Linked DNA regions of Sus scrofa: all the other regions are linked to region 2. The links are chromatin contacts, called in public HiChIP or PLAC-seq and promoter capture Hi-C maps. All regions are on one chromosome and are shown on one strand. The core of a region is the stretch at or near the end of the contact, and the rest is flanking DNA. Distances in the headings are between cores, read along the strand shown. Region 1 overlaps MYO10 (unconventional myosin-X). Region 2 holds the start of MYO10 (unconventional myosin-X). Region 3 overlaps MYO10 (unconventional myosin-X).

Region 1 (4,857 bases), core at 251-2,750, 110 kb after region 2:
CATGGCAACACCCGATCCGAGCTGCATCTGCCACTTATACCGAGCTTGTGGCGACACCAGGTTCTTAATCCTCGGAGCAAGGCCCGAGATCAGACCCATGTCCTCGCTGGGGCAATGTCCGATCCTTAACCTGCTGTGATGCAGCAGGAACTCCCAATACCACCAGCCCTTTATTTGGAAAGCTCCTTCTGGGCACAGAGGCTGTGCACACTTCTGCATCAGTGTCTGTGGGTCTTTGTGACCCCAGCCTTGCTGCTGGTCCTGTTTGGCTCTGATGCTTGAGTTCGAGCAGCTCTGCTCTTTCTGGAGCTGCCTTGCAGGAGCTCCTGCTTCACACCCCAGTGCTCCATTCCCTTCCTGGAGCCCCAGGCTCTCGTGCCCAATGCTCCACCTTGTCAGCCTTCTCCACCCTCCAGTGACTCTCTGGATGAGAACTCTGCTCCGTACCTCAGTTCCCCACCTGGACTCCACCCTAAACCTCTTGTCTCTGGGCTTTCTGCCACCATGGGGCTGGCCCTGGGGAGAGGCTCTCAGGAGTCCAACCCACCTTTGTCTCTTCCTGCTACTGAAGAGATCTGATGGGGACAAGTGCCCATACCTGGAAGTCCCTGGAGAGGCAGGATTTGTGTTGTTGATCAGAAGTGGGGAGGCGGAACAGGGAGGTGGGGGGAGAATGCTGGAGAATGCTGGAGCTGGCCGTGCGGACCCTACAAAGGCGGAATTAGAGTCGGTTAGAAGCAAAGGCGAGGGAGATGGAGAGATGAGAAGGCATTGGGTGTGATGGCCTCACTCAAGTGGGAGAAGGCTCCTTTGCTTGTGCAATCTGCTGTTTGTTGGGGAGCAATTAGCGGATGTTAGTGTGGTGGATAGGCAAGGGTCAGGACACTCTTAAAAGCCATGGTTCTCGACCACGTGCGGTGACCCAGGGGGCCTTTGGCAGCATCTGGAGGCACTTTGGGCTGCCATAGCCAGGGCAGAGGATGCTGATGGCATCTAGTAGGTAGAGGCCAGGGATCCGCCCAACATCCCACAGTGCACAGGATGGCCCCACCGCAAAGAGCCTTCTGGCCCAAGATGTCATAGTTATGAGAACCCCTTCCTGACTTAAAGCTGGTCAGCAGCATTTGGGCTTGGTGGTAGAGAGGCCACCCATTTTATTTTGGCCATCCCTCAACATATGGAGTTCTGGGCCAGGGATCAGATCCAAGCTGCAATTGCAGTCTGTGCCACAGCCCTGGTAACGCCTCATCCTTGACCCAGTGTGCTGGGCTGGGGATCGAACCTGCGTCCCAGCACTGCAGATTCACCACCCATTCCATTGTGGCACAGCAGGAACTCTGAAGACATCATCTCTGTCAAAGGCTTATGAAGAGAGAATTTCCCCGAGGAAACACTTAGAAGGGTTGCCAAGGGAAGTGATGAGATAGACTGTATAGAGGGTGCCGGGCTGAGAGAGTGTTGTGATAATTCAGAAGAGAAGAGGTGAGGGTTTGGGACCAGAGATGGCGATGAGCGAGAGGAAATGAAACAGGAGCTGTGCTGGGGCCGGGGCTGTGTGTGAAGGAGGCAGGGCTGCCTGTGGTGACTCCCAACCTGGTCAGGGACCCCTGGCTAGGAGAGCCTGTTGCCAACAGCCCAGGCAGCTCCCGCAGGAGAGGAGGGTTGAGAAACCAGCTGGGTTTGGGGTGCCTGTTGCCTTGTGTTCTCCAGAGTCTGGATCATTTCGGGTTTGGTACCTGGCCTCTGAGCACGGCGAGGACAGAGCAGAGGAGGTGTGTGTCACGGTGACCATCAGCTGTGTTCAGGGTGGAGCAAGGCTCTGTGTGATGCCGCAGTTTTCTGCCCAGTGGAAGAGGAAGACACGGGCTCTCGCTGTGGGGTTTGTGGCGCCCTGGCTTAAGGTGATGCGGGAGCCTCCTCGCCCAGCTCGTGGGAATGACTGGAAACCACATCAGGGAGAGGGCCTCTGGGAACCTCAGAGCCCTGCCGCAGTGTTGGCACTGGGGCTCTGGTTCCAGAGGAGGCCAGGCTTGGTCCTCCCCAACTGGTCCACCCCACCCCGTGGGTTGTTGGTCTTGCTGAACAAATGGGGTGGAGCTGCGAATCAGAGGAGCCCATTTTAAGAAGTGGGGCTGAGTCTAAAGATAACTGCTTGTGTCAGCACCGAAGATGCTTCACAGCTCATGTATTTTGAGGCTGTCCTGAAAATATCCTCCTCTGGTTAGGTGGCCATTCCAGACCGAGTCTGTAGACGTGTTTGCTGTTGTTCCTGAATTAACTTGGAAGCCTGCGGGGAGGTGGCAGGCTGCCTGCGGTGTTGACAGTGGGCACACCAGGGCCTGGGGTTCGCTGATGTGCGCCTGCAAATTTAAACCTGCGATTCATTTCCTTGAGTCCTGTCTTCCCACAGTGGCTTTTTGGGGGAGTTGTTTTCCGTCCCCTTTCAAAGCCAGTGTCAAGTAACAGGGTGCCCCTCACCGGATGGCTAGTGGGCTTTGCGTTTGTCTCATACCGGGAACAGCTGAATACAGTGTGGTTTGTCAGGGTTGGCTTTTTTTTTTTTTTTTTTTTTTTTTCTTCACATGAAATCAAGACTGGTGTTGCCAAAAGATGATTGTAACCATCTGTCTGACTCTATGTATTTTTAAACTTTACCAAACATTTATGCTCTCGAGTTGCCATTTCCACATCAGCACATGATGCTGGCAATTAGGAACTTTGTTTTTGTTAATTTTTTTTTTTTTTCTTCTCTTTCCTGCCTCTTTTGGGTCAGACTCCTTTCAACAAGGAGGGAGTGTGAGTCAGAAATTCACTCCAATTAAACAAATGTCACTTCTAAATTTAAGAGCTTGACTCGAGTAACTTCTCGAGTTGTTGGCTGTGATCTCTAGCTTTCTTTTCAGCGAACTTGAACGCTTAACTGTTTTGATTGTTTGCCTGGAACAGTGACGGCAAACAGCTTTGTGAGGGCAGAGGTGGGGGAAGGGGGCACTGCACACAGTTAAAGCGGGAACTTAATTGGTGGATTGATAGTTGAAGTGATCCTGACATGCCTCCATGGATTCTGCCCTGCATGTGGGCCAGGCTGTGTGTGAGGCTCCAAGGATGCAAAATTACTCTTGTTCCCAGTAACCGTGTCTTGAAAGATTGAATAAGTGAAAGGCACTGCCCTTCTGGGATCTCCTGGTTTACTGGTGGAGGCAGACACAGCAATCCTTTGACAATAGCTTAGGGCAATGAGTGTGATCAAAATACTGGGACAGATAGAGTGACCCCTCAGAGGAGGAGGTGAGAGGGGGTCAGAAAATGATTCCTGGAGTTCCCACTGTGCCTCAGCAGCTTAAGGACCTGACATAGTCTCCGTGAAGATGTGGGTTTGATTCCTGGCCTTGTTCGGGGTTAAGGAGCTGGCATTGGGGTGGCTGTGGCATAGGCCTCAGCTGTAGCTTGGATTTGACCCCTGGCCCAGGAACTCCCATATGCTGTAGGTGCAGCCTTAAAAAGAAAAAAAAGAAAGAAAGAGGAGTTCCCATCGTGGCTCAGTGGTTAACAAATCCAACTAGGAACCATGAGGTTGTGGGTTCGATCCCTGGCCTCGCTCACTGGGTTAAGGATCCGGCATTGCCGTGAGCTGTGGTGTAGGTCGCAGACGTGGCTCGGATCCCTCATTGCTGTGGCTGCGGCATAGGCTGGCGGCTACAGCTCCGATTAGATCCCTTAGCCTGGGAACCTCCATATGCCGCAGGAGCGGCCCTAGAAAAGACAAAAAGACAAAGAAAGAAAGAAAATGATTCCCTATTGAGGTACTGCTTGCAAGAGTTTGAAAGCATTGAAGGGGAGTTCAGCCAAGAGGAAGGGTGGGTCAGTCCTGGCAGAGGATTAGAAGAGGCTAAAAATAGCATGATGTGTTTGTCCAGCTGCCAGGCATGCAGATGCTACAGTGAAGGTTGCATGCTGCTGGCCGGCAAAGCGGTCAGAAGCAGGTGAGGAAGGGCGCTGTGCATAAGTGAATGACCTTGAATTCCTTTGGGAAGGTTGGTAGGGAACAACGTCAAAGTTGAGTTCTGGGCCACCCTCCTCTGGCTACAAGGAGGAGAGATGACCAGCAAACCAGATGGGAAATGATGGGATTCGCAGCCAGTCCTGCGGGGAGCTGGAGTCTTGAGATATACTAAGAGGTAGGATCTAGGTGTTTGATTGAGTTTGAAGGGCAGTAGGCTGAATTCGACAGGATGACTCCTGGATTTCTGGATCCATCATTTGGGTAGATTGTGGTGCCGCTGTCAGGATGTGACTATTTGAGAAGAAACAGGTGTTTCGAGGAGCTCAGCCTTGTTCATGCTGCATTCGCGCTTGGGGGCACAGATGAGGATGGCCAGCAGGCTGTTAGTATTCAGATCTGCCATTTAAAACAGAAGCTGCATTCAAGGTAAAGGTTTGGGGAGGTAAGTCATGGCTATGGTTAGCTGGGATGATGGCGAGAGCAGGGAAGGGGAGAGTAGTGGGTGGGGAGGAAATGGAGCTGGTGGTTCCCTCTTTTTTTTTTTTTTTGTTTGTTTTTTTTTTTTTGTCTTTTTGGTCTTTTGTTGTTGTTGTTGTTGTTGCTATTTCTTGGGCCGCTCCCGCGGCATATGGAGGTTCCCAGGCTAGGGGTTGAATCGGAGCTGTAGCCACCGGCCTACGCCAGAGCCACAGCAACGCGGGATCCGAGCCGCGTCTGCAACCTACACCACAGCTCACGGCAACGCCGGATCGTTAACCCACTGAGCAAGGGCGGGGACCGAACCCGCAACCTCATGGTTCCTAGTCGGATTCGTTAACCACTGCGCCACGACGGGAACTCCGGTTCCCTCTTTT
Region 2 (4,412 bases), core at 895-3,394:
AGCCACACCCACACTTGAACAAGCTGCCTGGTGGTACTACTTTCTCTTGAAAGATGTTCTTTACAGATTACCATCATAATGACTCTAATTGTTCTGTGACAGTATCTGAACACAGGTGGCAGTGGGACTCATTTGACTAAGCACTTTGATTGGTGCCTGGGATGGTTGGTCTTTATCCTGGGCTTCATCTTAACACTCTGACCCACCTGGCACACAATCATTAATGGCTTACTTGTGTAAAACTGTGAAACAGGGCAATCCCAAAGCACTGTATCAAAAATTAATCCACCTTGACCCTTTCCAAAGCAAAGTGGAGTGGACACAATGATATTAATGCTGAGATAGGTTACAAACACACTTAAATTTTCACAGGAGGTTTACAGAGAGATGCTTCATTCATTCATTCTCTGAGACAGGTTGGGGATACCAATTTGAAAGAACAGTCCCCCCCCCCTTTTTTTTTTCTTTTTAGGGCTGTACCTGTGGCCTATGGAAGTTCCCAGGCTAGGGGTCGACATGGTGCTGCTTCTGCCCACCTAAGCCACAGCCACAGCAGCACCAGATCCGAGGAGCATCTGTGACTCACACTGCAGTTTGCGGCAACAACAGATCCTTAATCCACTTACTGAGGCCAGTGACCAATCCCACATCCTCATGGATACTGCGAGGTTCTTAACCTGCTGAGCCACAGCAGGAGCTCCACAGTTTCCTCTCTTGAGCTTTGACTCTGCCAACTGAAGATGAGTAGGACACCAATAAAAACCCCTGGACATGATGTAGGTTTACCTCAATACGCCATAGTTTCTCCAGTAGCCTTAGGAATAAGCCACACCCAGTGGTTAGGTGGAGCTGGAATTATGATGAATGGCTGGGCATCTCTGGGCAAGCTTCCCCTTGAAGATGTGACTTTTCGACTTGAGTTTTAAAGGATGAGTAGCAGTTGGCAAATCCCCTAGAGAGAGCTTCTCAAACCATTTGTGGTGAAGAACCAGCCGTGTTTTTGTTTTTTTGTTTGTTTGTTTGTTTTTCCCCTCCCCAATCTGTCAAGTACCCATAGGACAACCCTGGAGTGCCAGGTATGACTTACTACGAGTCTGACAATACCCAAAATGGTTTGCACTCGGTTCAAAGCGTTCACCGATCACGTGCTTGTATATCAGCGGCATTTTGAAATTGCTACAAAAGTGTCTAAACCTTTGCTCTCAATTTCTCCCCTCATTACAGACAGGTTCCAAACAGTTTGCAAAACAGTACAAGGTTGGGTGTCCGAAAGCACCTGAAAGCCTGCTGAAAATGCAGCTTATGGATTCTCACCCCACAGAATTCCGACCTGCAGCTCAACAAGATTCGCAGGTGATTCCTGTGCACTCTAAAGTTTGAGGACCTGCCCTAGAGGAAACTAACACTCAGTACCGGGGCGGGGGGAAGGGTTGAGCCTTCATTCATCTCCCTTCCGTTTGGCTATCTGCTTCCTTTAGGTCCAGGAAAGGGTTACATTTTTAGGGTGCAATTGGCCACGTCCTCTTCCAATTTACAAAACTACATTTTCTGGCTCCAATGAAAAAGTCTTTTAACCTAACAGCAGGAGAGAAACTCCACACGGGAAGGCAGCTTCCAGAAATTCTGATTAGCCTCGGTTCTCCGCTTTGATTTGGCCCAACAGCCAGGGCAGCTTCGCGGACCACGCTTCCATTGCCTGGGTCGCTCATCTGCCGACGCATTAATGAGATCCGTGCTTAGCCGGTTCCAGGGTCTGCCAAAGATCAAAGGCACACAAAAAAGTCCCCCAACCCCTCCTCCTCGGTGACTATTTGGTCTCTATCACCAGAAGGAAGAGTCAACTCCCCCGCCCTCAACTAGGTGGGGAGGCTGGGAGGCGGAAGGGCGGGGATGTAAGGGGAGCCTATCAGGCCCCGCCTTCCCCGCCCGCCTCGGAGCCTGAGGCAGCCGGAGGAGCAGGGTGGGAGGGGACCCGGAGAAGATGGGGGCGGGGTGCGCCGCCGGGTGGGGCAGAACCCTGCGGAAGCGCGGGGAGGAGTGGGCTCCTGCAGGGGCGTGGCGTGGCGTGGCAGACCGGGCAGGGTGGGCGGGGCTCAGCGCTCGGTGGGGCGGGGCGAGGGGAGCGAGTGGGCGGGGCCGGACGAGCGGGCGGGGCTGGCCGTGCGCTCCTGTCCGCAAGTCTCCGTGCGGCTGTGAGCCGGTTGAGCCCTGGCGCCCGAATATTCACCGCTGCAGTGCTCGCGCGGGGAGAGCAACTCCGGGCTCGCTTTGTGGCCGCTGTTCCCCTGCCCGCCCCGAGCGCCTCCCGCCGGAGGGCAGAGGGAGGGGGCGCGCTCCCCAGCTCCCCGCCACCCTCCCCCAGCCGCGGGGGAAGAATGTGCCACCAGCTGTTCTCCGCTTGCTAGCGCAGCGCCCAGGAGTGAGGAACTTGGAGAAAGAGACAAAGGCTGCAGTTGGGACGAATGAGTTAGAGACTTGGGTTTGGGCAAACAAAAGGTGCGAAAGACAATAAGGGGAAAAAGCGATGGCAGTGGGGGAGCTCCGCGGGGTCAAGTTGCTGGGAATCGCGCCGTGACACGCATGGTTTCCCCGGACCTTCTGTTGGGCTGACTTCCTCGAGCTGGAAGCCGGACTCGGGCAAGTTGGGGAGCGCACGGGAACAATGGACAACTTCTTTCCCGAGGTGAGTGCGCTAGCGGCCGGGAGGGCGGACGCCGGCGTCCTGGCCCAGCTCGGGCTGCGTTCCGGGAGCCGGGCGCGGGCTCCCTTCCTGCCCAGACCTGGCCTCCGGGGAGGGAGGGATGTGCCCGCGGCGCAGCGCGCACACTTGCTACCGCGCGCGCTAAACCCGAGAGGGCGAAACTTTTTGGGAGTCGTCAGAAATCAACCCCCGGGGAGTCTCCGGCTGAGTAAGCCGAGGCAGGTTTTATTTTGTCCCGTGCTCTCAACTTGGCTCCGGTGAGCGAAGGTGAGCGTCCTTTTGCAGGAGTGGCCGGCTCCCCGGGTGTCCCAACGGCGCCCGGCGCTAGGTGAGGCGGCGGACGAGGGGCCTGGCCGGGAGGTCTGCATGCCCCACTTCCAGGGTGCCCAATAAAATATTCATCGGGGACGTGCCTTTCTCCAAGAAAGGGTCTGGTTTGGTATTTCCTTTGCAAAACGTGCCGGCTTCCTGTGAGAGGGGTGCAAACACTTCCAGTGGAGACGGCTTAATGAAGTGTGAGAAGGGGGAGGCGAGGGTTTAATCATTCACTGTGTTTTCTGCCTGTCGGACCTTTGGAGTCTAGGTTCTAATGCTCACCAAGAAGTGCTCTTTTTAGGATCTGAGATCATTCCGGACAGGGAGACAAAAAGAGTAGGAATTTGTGCGGACTGTTTTTGTAGATTTTAAATTCGAATGTAAAGAAAAGCGTTTAGAGCGAACATTGGTTATTTTTAAAGATTAAACTGATGTTCCTTTTAGGGTCATGGAGGGCGGGACACCACAGTTACTTGAAATCTCTGTCTTGAGAACCTCCTTTTTTTCCCCCCCAGGACCGAGAGTTACTGTAGTTTCTTGGCTCCCTTTCCTTTCTTGGTTGTGTTTATTTAATAAATTCTATTTAAGTTTGAGGTTTGAAGTGGCTCAAAGTAAACTTAGTTGACTTAAGGAGCCTGATGTGACTTTCACTGAAAGCCAGGGGATGTTTTGTAAATCAAGGACAGTTTTGGAATCTTCCAGAATATTAGATTGGTGAAGGTTTGCATCTCTTTTGGCTAACTTTATCAGTTTAATTAGATACATTATTTCAAGTGATTGTACTTTCTGGATGCCCACTGATTATAAATAATCTAACAACTGTTTACAATGGCCTAAGTGAAATGTTCTTGCATGATAGTAATATCCCTTTTTTTTTTTTAAAAAAAAAGTGGTGTCTCAGTGTTATACCCACATTCATGGTGAGAGGTGGAGACTGGAAAGGAATGAATCATTCATTAATACAATTTTTTTACTTTTTTAAAAAAAGTGAAATTTACAATTATGAGACTCTAGCATTTTCTAATCCATAGACCTTTGTTTTCCTGCTTGTAAGAAGGCACCAGAACTTTTTGCAGGAGTTGCAGGTTAACCACTGATGAAAGACCAGTGGGCTGTGTTTAATTGCTTTCATCTGTAAGAAAACCTGAGGCTCTTGCCTGCAGGACACTAACTCTTAACTTTTTTGGCAGTGGAGGGGGCCCTTTATTTTGCTTTTGTTTTGTGAGTTCCTTAGGAAATTTGATGAGACATAGAATTTGTATTGGATTTATTGGGGTCCTAGTCCCCAGGAAGCCTGTCTGTGGGCCTCAGGGAACCAATGACCTCCCCTTTGGAAGAACTCTGCCCCCTAGTGCAAGTGGGAGGAACTGCAGGATAACGTGGGACAGCTGCAATC
Region 3 (4,890 bases), core at 2,059-4,558, 120 kb after region 2:
TGTAAGATCAAATTGTTTTTCACACCTCTTAGGTACCTAAATATTTGCCATCGATAATTGCCTGTGTTTATTACTTTCAGTGGAAAAATGAGAGCGTGAGTCATATATCACTTGCTAGACAGAGCAGTTTGGGAAGAAAGTGAAAAATCAAATGAGATCATTGTGCGTGTGTGTGTGTGTGTGTGTGTGTGTGTGTGTGTGTAATAAAACGGAAAGGGGTTGGCATTTTCCTGCCAAAGACTGTGGTATTTAAAAATCAGGAGGGCTGGTCCGGTGGGGGGAATGGGGAGAGGGAGAGGACCCCAAACAGAAAGCTCTCATTGTGTAATGCTGATGTGAAAAGAGGGACTGTATTTATCTAAATTAACTCAGGAAACGGCATCTTTAAGAATAGATTCCTCATTAAAATGTGTTTTGGTTTTTAATAGATCTCTCTGGCAGTTTTTTTTTTAAGTGGGGCTTGGGGCTGTGGGAATTAAAATTGAGTATAAAAATAAGAGTTGCAGGGTACAGTGGCCCTATTTAGATTTCCTCAGGCATGACCTGCCCCCTGGTGGCTACAGCCTTGTTACTACTTTCAAAACTTTCAAGCTGGTACCTGTGAAACCAGAAAGTAAGCCTATTTGGAACGAGGCAGGGACCTTGTAGCTGAATTTTTCTCTCACCTTACAAGCCTCTGTCACTACTTAGTCTCTAGGAGACTAGCTGAAGCCTTTTTTGGTTGGTTCACTTTCAAGAGTTTATCTCCCTTAAGCTCTAGTTTTATTTTACCTTCTTATGCACATTAAATGAACGCTTATGCTGTTACAATATCTAAAATATAAATATATGTTTAACACTCCTGTGAGTTTTTTTTAATCTGACAAGATCTTGGTTAAGCTAGTATGTTTTAAGTTAATTTCAACTGCGGGCAGGCAGAGTTTAGTCTATTATAGTCTTTTCAGTATATATGGCCTTTTAAGATACACAGTGTAGGCAAGGCCTCTGGGTCATTCATCTGTGCAACTCTTTGCCTAGGACACTGTCTGATAGAGGGGCCAGTGTCCAATAGCTGTCAATCAAAGGATGGGTGGGTGGAGCAGCTATTGGTTTGGGACCTTGGCTTGCTTTGCAGAAGTTTTGGTTTCTAAAAATTGGAGTGATTTTTTTTTAACTATGTTTTTTATCCTCGAATAATAATTGGGTGTTTAGTCTTTTTTTTCTATTCTAGTAGTATATGTAGAAATGAGTGAGTTGGAAGAATGAACAAAACTTGCATCCTGGGAGTTCCTGTCGCAGTGCAGAGGAAATTAATCCGACTAGAACCACGAGGTTGCGGGTTCGATCCCTGGCCTCTCTCAGTGGGTTAAGGATCCAGCGTTGCCATGAGCTGTAGGTTGCAGACGCAGCCCAGATCCTGTGTTGCTGTGGCTATGGCATAGGCCAGCAGCCGTAGCTCCGATTGGACCCTTAGCCTGGGAACATCCATATGTCTCCGGTGCAGCCCTAAAAAGCAAAAATAAATAAATAAATAAATAAACCTTGCACCCTGAATTAGAAAAGCACCAGCAAGAATGTGGCATGGGGCATGCCTAGTGTCCATGTCACATAGCAAATTTACCTTTCTAAGCTTTGTAGTTTGTTTTTAAAAGAGGAGTTCCCTGGTGGCCTAGCAGTTAAAGGATCTGGCATTGTCACTGCTGTGGTGCAAATTTGACTCCTGGCCCAGAAACTTCTGCATGCCTCAGCTCCCCCCTCCCCAAAATAAAGTTGCAGGCAGAAACTGATATAAATAGGTAATTTCAACACAGCTCACCTAATGGGCAAATAGAAATGTGTACATAGTTGCTCAGAGAAAAAGTAGCAGTTGATGCTCAAGAAGGAATCAAGAAGATACGTCACAGGGACAGGGACATTGTGGTCATGAGTCAAAGGGGATGTGGGAGTGTGGCTGGCACAGAGGGCAGGAAGGGCACAGCAGCATTTGCAAGAACATGTGGAAGAACAAGGATCATTAGATGGGAGGTAGGCCTGTAGCACGTGGGATTTGTTAAGGACAGAAGGACATGGGGTTCGAAACGCAAAGAAGGGAGCTGCCATTCCTTAAGAACGATAAGAAGCCTTTCCTGCAGGGAAGCTGAGGTCTGGAGCTGTTGAGCAACTTGCCAAGGATGCTTGAGTGTGAGCAGCGGACACAGGACTTGAACTTGCGTCTCCCTGTGTTAGTTTCAGAACAGAATCCTACTTCCTGGTCCAGGGCCTCACCGTAACGGCTTTGTCCTGCTTACTAAGAGCTTCAGAGTGGATCCTCCAGACACTAGAGGAGCTTCCTGAGTCTTCTGGCAGCAACGGAGTCATCGGTGTCTGTTTTGAGAAAATCAAGTGAATCGGGAATGTGATTCGTAGGATGGAAAATGCCAGGTGTCAGCAAAGCTGTCCTATTAAGGCCAGGAGGACATACGTATTTTAATGATCAATGGATGAGATCGTCTCTGTTACAACTGCTTCATCATCCTTGCCCTGGAATGCAGTGTTCTAATAAAACTTTATTGACAAGAACAGGCAGGAGGGCAGGTTTGGGGTCATGATTGACACCTGCACTGGAAGGAGATGGGCCTGCAGGGTGGATAAAGGCCCCTATTGCCTCCAGAGGTCCTTTTCTCCAGGTGTGTTTTGATCCCTCCTCCCTGCTTTCTTGGGGACTTTACTCCATCTTTGACCCTCTCTGCTCCTGATTCTCCGACCTCTCCTTTTCTTGTGAATCGTCAGCATTATCATTCAAAAATTTCTAGAATGTTCGTCTTGGGGAAAAAGAAAAGATGTATCTTTGGCTCCACACTCCCTCCCATACGCTGCCCGGCTCCTTCCAGCTGCTCCATCATTCTGGTTTCTTCCTCGTTCTCTGGGTTCCTCCATTGTCTTCCACGTGGGATGTCTTCTGACCCCAGCTGCCTCTCCTTCTCTGTGGCTGCAAGCCTCCCCAGACTCAGACGCCCCTCCTGCCAGCTTCTCGTGAGTTGCAGGTGTGCATCCAGGTGGCCCAGAGCATCGTCACAGAGCCTCTGACAGACATCTCGGGCGTGGCCCCACCTCAGTTCATCCTAATTTTCTCCTGAAACGTCTTCCTTCTCCCCTGCTTCTCCACCCCAGCAAGTGGACTCTCCATTCTACCAGGTCCCAAGCCTGAGATGGGGAAGTCGTCCTTGGATCTAGACGTCACCCCCCTCCGCAATAAGTAGGTGAAACCATATGCAGTAAAGTATACTGGTCTCATGTTTACAGTGTGAGCGTTGACAGACGTGCCCAGCGGTGTTCCCAGTGCCGAGGTCAGCACGCTGACTGGCAAGCTTCCTGGGCTGTCCCAAGTTGTCCCCCAGCCTCCCTGTCACTCACCAACCACCCAGACCGGGGCCATCAGCCGTGCCCTCCCTTCTCCCTCCACGATCTGTTGGGGGCCCTTCCCGTCTACTCTCTCATTGCCCTTCTGCCCTCACTTCCTGCTTCTTCTCCGCCCTCCCTCCGTCCAGCCCCCACACTTCGTCCTTCGCACCCAGTGATTCTCTAAAACTGTAAACCTGATCATGACCTTGCCCTGCTTAAAAACTGCCGTGTGACTTGCTCTTCTGCCTACAAAAAATTCTCAAAACTTTGAATACAGCCTCTGAGGCCTCCCATCAGTGCTTTGGTTTACTTTTCTTTCTTTTTTTTTTTTTTTTTGCTATTTCTTGGGCCGCTTCCGCGGCATATGGAGGTTCCCAGGCCAGGGTCGAATCGGAGCTGTAGCCACTGGCCTACGCCAGGGCCACAGCAACGCGGGATCCGAGCGGTCGCGTCTGCGACCTACACCACAGCTCACGGCAATGCTGGATCATTAACCCACTGAGCAAGGGCAGGGATCGAACCCGCAACCTCATGGTTCCTAGTCGGATTCGTTAACCACTGCGCCACAACGGGAACTCCAGGTTTACTTTTCTTTCCCTTTTTCACCTTCACTGTTATCTCTATAGTTTTTTTTTTTTGTTTTTTTAAACAGTATCAGCTCGCTTGGGTTCATCTGGGTGCATGCATTTTCCCCAAAGCCCGTGTTTGCCTTTGTGGTTGTGTTGGCGCCAAGGGTTGGGACTGTAATTGCCATGGGCGAATGGGACAGCTGCAGGACTGGACGTGTAAGTGATGTGTTTGCTGTGAAGTGCAGATAAACTAACGTCATAATTGCTGCACAAGTCACTGTCTTATCATGCTGGGAATAAAGGAATGGGGTGAGATAAATAAAGGAACGATAGTGCTCGTGGTTGAAGAGGCTGCCAGACTCCTGAGAGAACAGGTAGTCGCAGAGCAGAGTGCATGCCTCAGTTTGAGCAAAACAGCATTAACCAGGGGGTTAAATTAGGCTTGTTAACTTGGATTTTACTGGTGTTATATTTTGTTTTCAATCCTGAAGTTTGTTTCGGTGTCATAGCTGTGCAATACGATAAGCAAAGAAGTAGCTACCTGGTCATTATATCATTATAATGCTATAATATTTATGCTGTATATTATGTAGTAGGTTATTATCAAGTTCACCAAGCATTAACTCAGTTCTGTCTCTGTCTTCCAGAAGCTAGCATCAGATTCCACAGGTAAAGGGCTTGGTCCCACAAGAAGGCAAGCTCTCTAGTACAGTTGCCAGTCTGTTGTGCCCTGTGCTTTTTGTTTGTTTTTTAGGGCCACACCTGTGGCATATGGAAGTTTCCAGGCTAGGGTCAAATTGGAGCTGCAGCTGAGGTCTACACCATAGCCACAGCAACACCAGATCCGAGCTGCATCTGTGACCTATCCCACAACTTATGGCAACACTGGATCCTTAACTCACTGAGTGAGGCCAGGGGTGGATCACATTCTCTTGGATCCTAGTTGGATTCTTTTTTATTT

The links. Promoter capture Hi-C pulls out the DNA fragments that hold promoters and counts their contacts. HiChIP or PLAC-seq counts read pairs in DNA pulled down with a chosen protein or histone mark.
Region 1: a promoter capture Hi-C map of fetal skeletal muscle shows a contact between it and region 2, with 2.6 times the contacts expected there. The contact joins the enhancer-like site here to the promoter of MYO10 in region 2. A contact is called at or near these places in 2 of 5 promoter capture datasets (fetal liver and fetal skeletal muscle), 4 of 47 Hi-C or Micro-C datasets (fetal heart ventricle, fetal skeletal muscle, fibroblasts and 1 more) and 1 of 2 datasets of contacts at active chromatin or transcription factors (skeletal muscle).
Region 3: a contact with region 2 is called in an H3K27ac HiChIP or PLAC-seq map of skeletal muscle, with 4 times the contacts expected there. The contact joins the enhancer-like site here to the promoter of MYO10 in region 2. A contact is called at or near these places in 2 of 5 promoter capture datasets (fetal liver and liver), 10 of 47 Hi-C or Micro-C datasets (embryonic fibroblasts, fetal heart ventricle, fetal skeletal muscle and 5 more) and 1 of 2 datasets of contacts at active chromatin or transcription factors (skeletal muscle).

The regions. Positions count from the first base shown.
Region 1 is chr16:6,036,109-6,040,965 of Sscrofa11.1, reverse strand. All of the region lies in intron 3 of MYO10 (unconventional myosin-X), which reads left to right. Among named protein-coding and RNA genes, the nearest start is that of MYO10, 110 kb to the left of the region's middle. Within about 2 kb of position 1,500, at least 24 of the 83 cell types and tissues checked have an H3K27ac peak or open chromatin away from gene starts, as enhancers often do. A contact at or near this core is called in fetal skeletal muscle and skeletal muscle, where this site is marked.
Region 2 is chr16:6,143,217-6,147,628 of Sscrofa11.1, reverse strand. MYO10 (unconventional myosin-X) reads left to right here and starts at 2,144. Exons shown (of 41, transcript XM_005672397.3): 1 at 2,144-2,683. The coding sequence starts at 2,663.
Region 3 is chr16:6,021,564-6,026,453 of Sscrofa11.1, reverse strand. All of the region lies in intron 4 of MYO10 (unconventional myosin-X), which reads left to right. Among named protein-coding and RNA genes, the nearest start is that of MYO10, 120 kb to the left of the region's middle. Within about 2 kb of position 3,308, at least 3 of the 83 cell types and tissues checked have an H3K27ac peak or open chromatin away from gene starts, as enhancers often do. A contact at or near this core is called in fetal skeletal muscle and skeletal muscle, where this site is marked.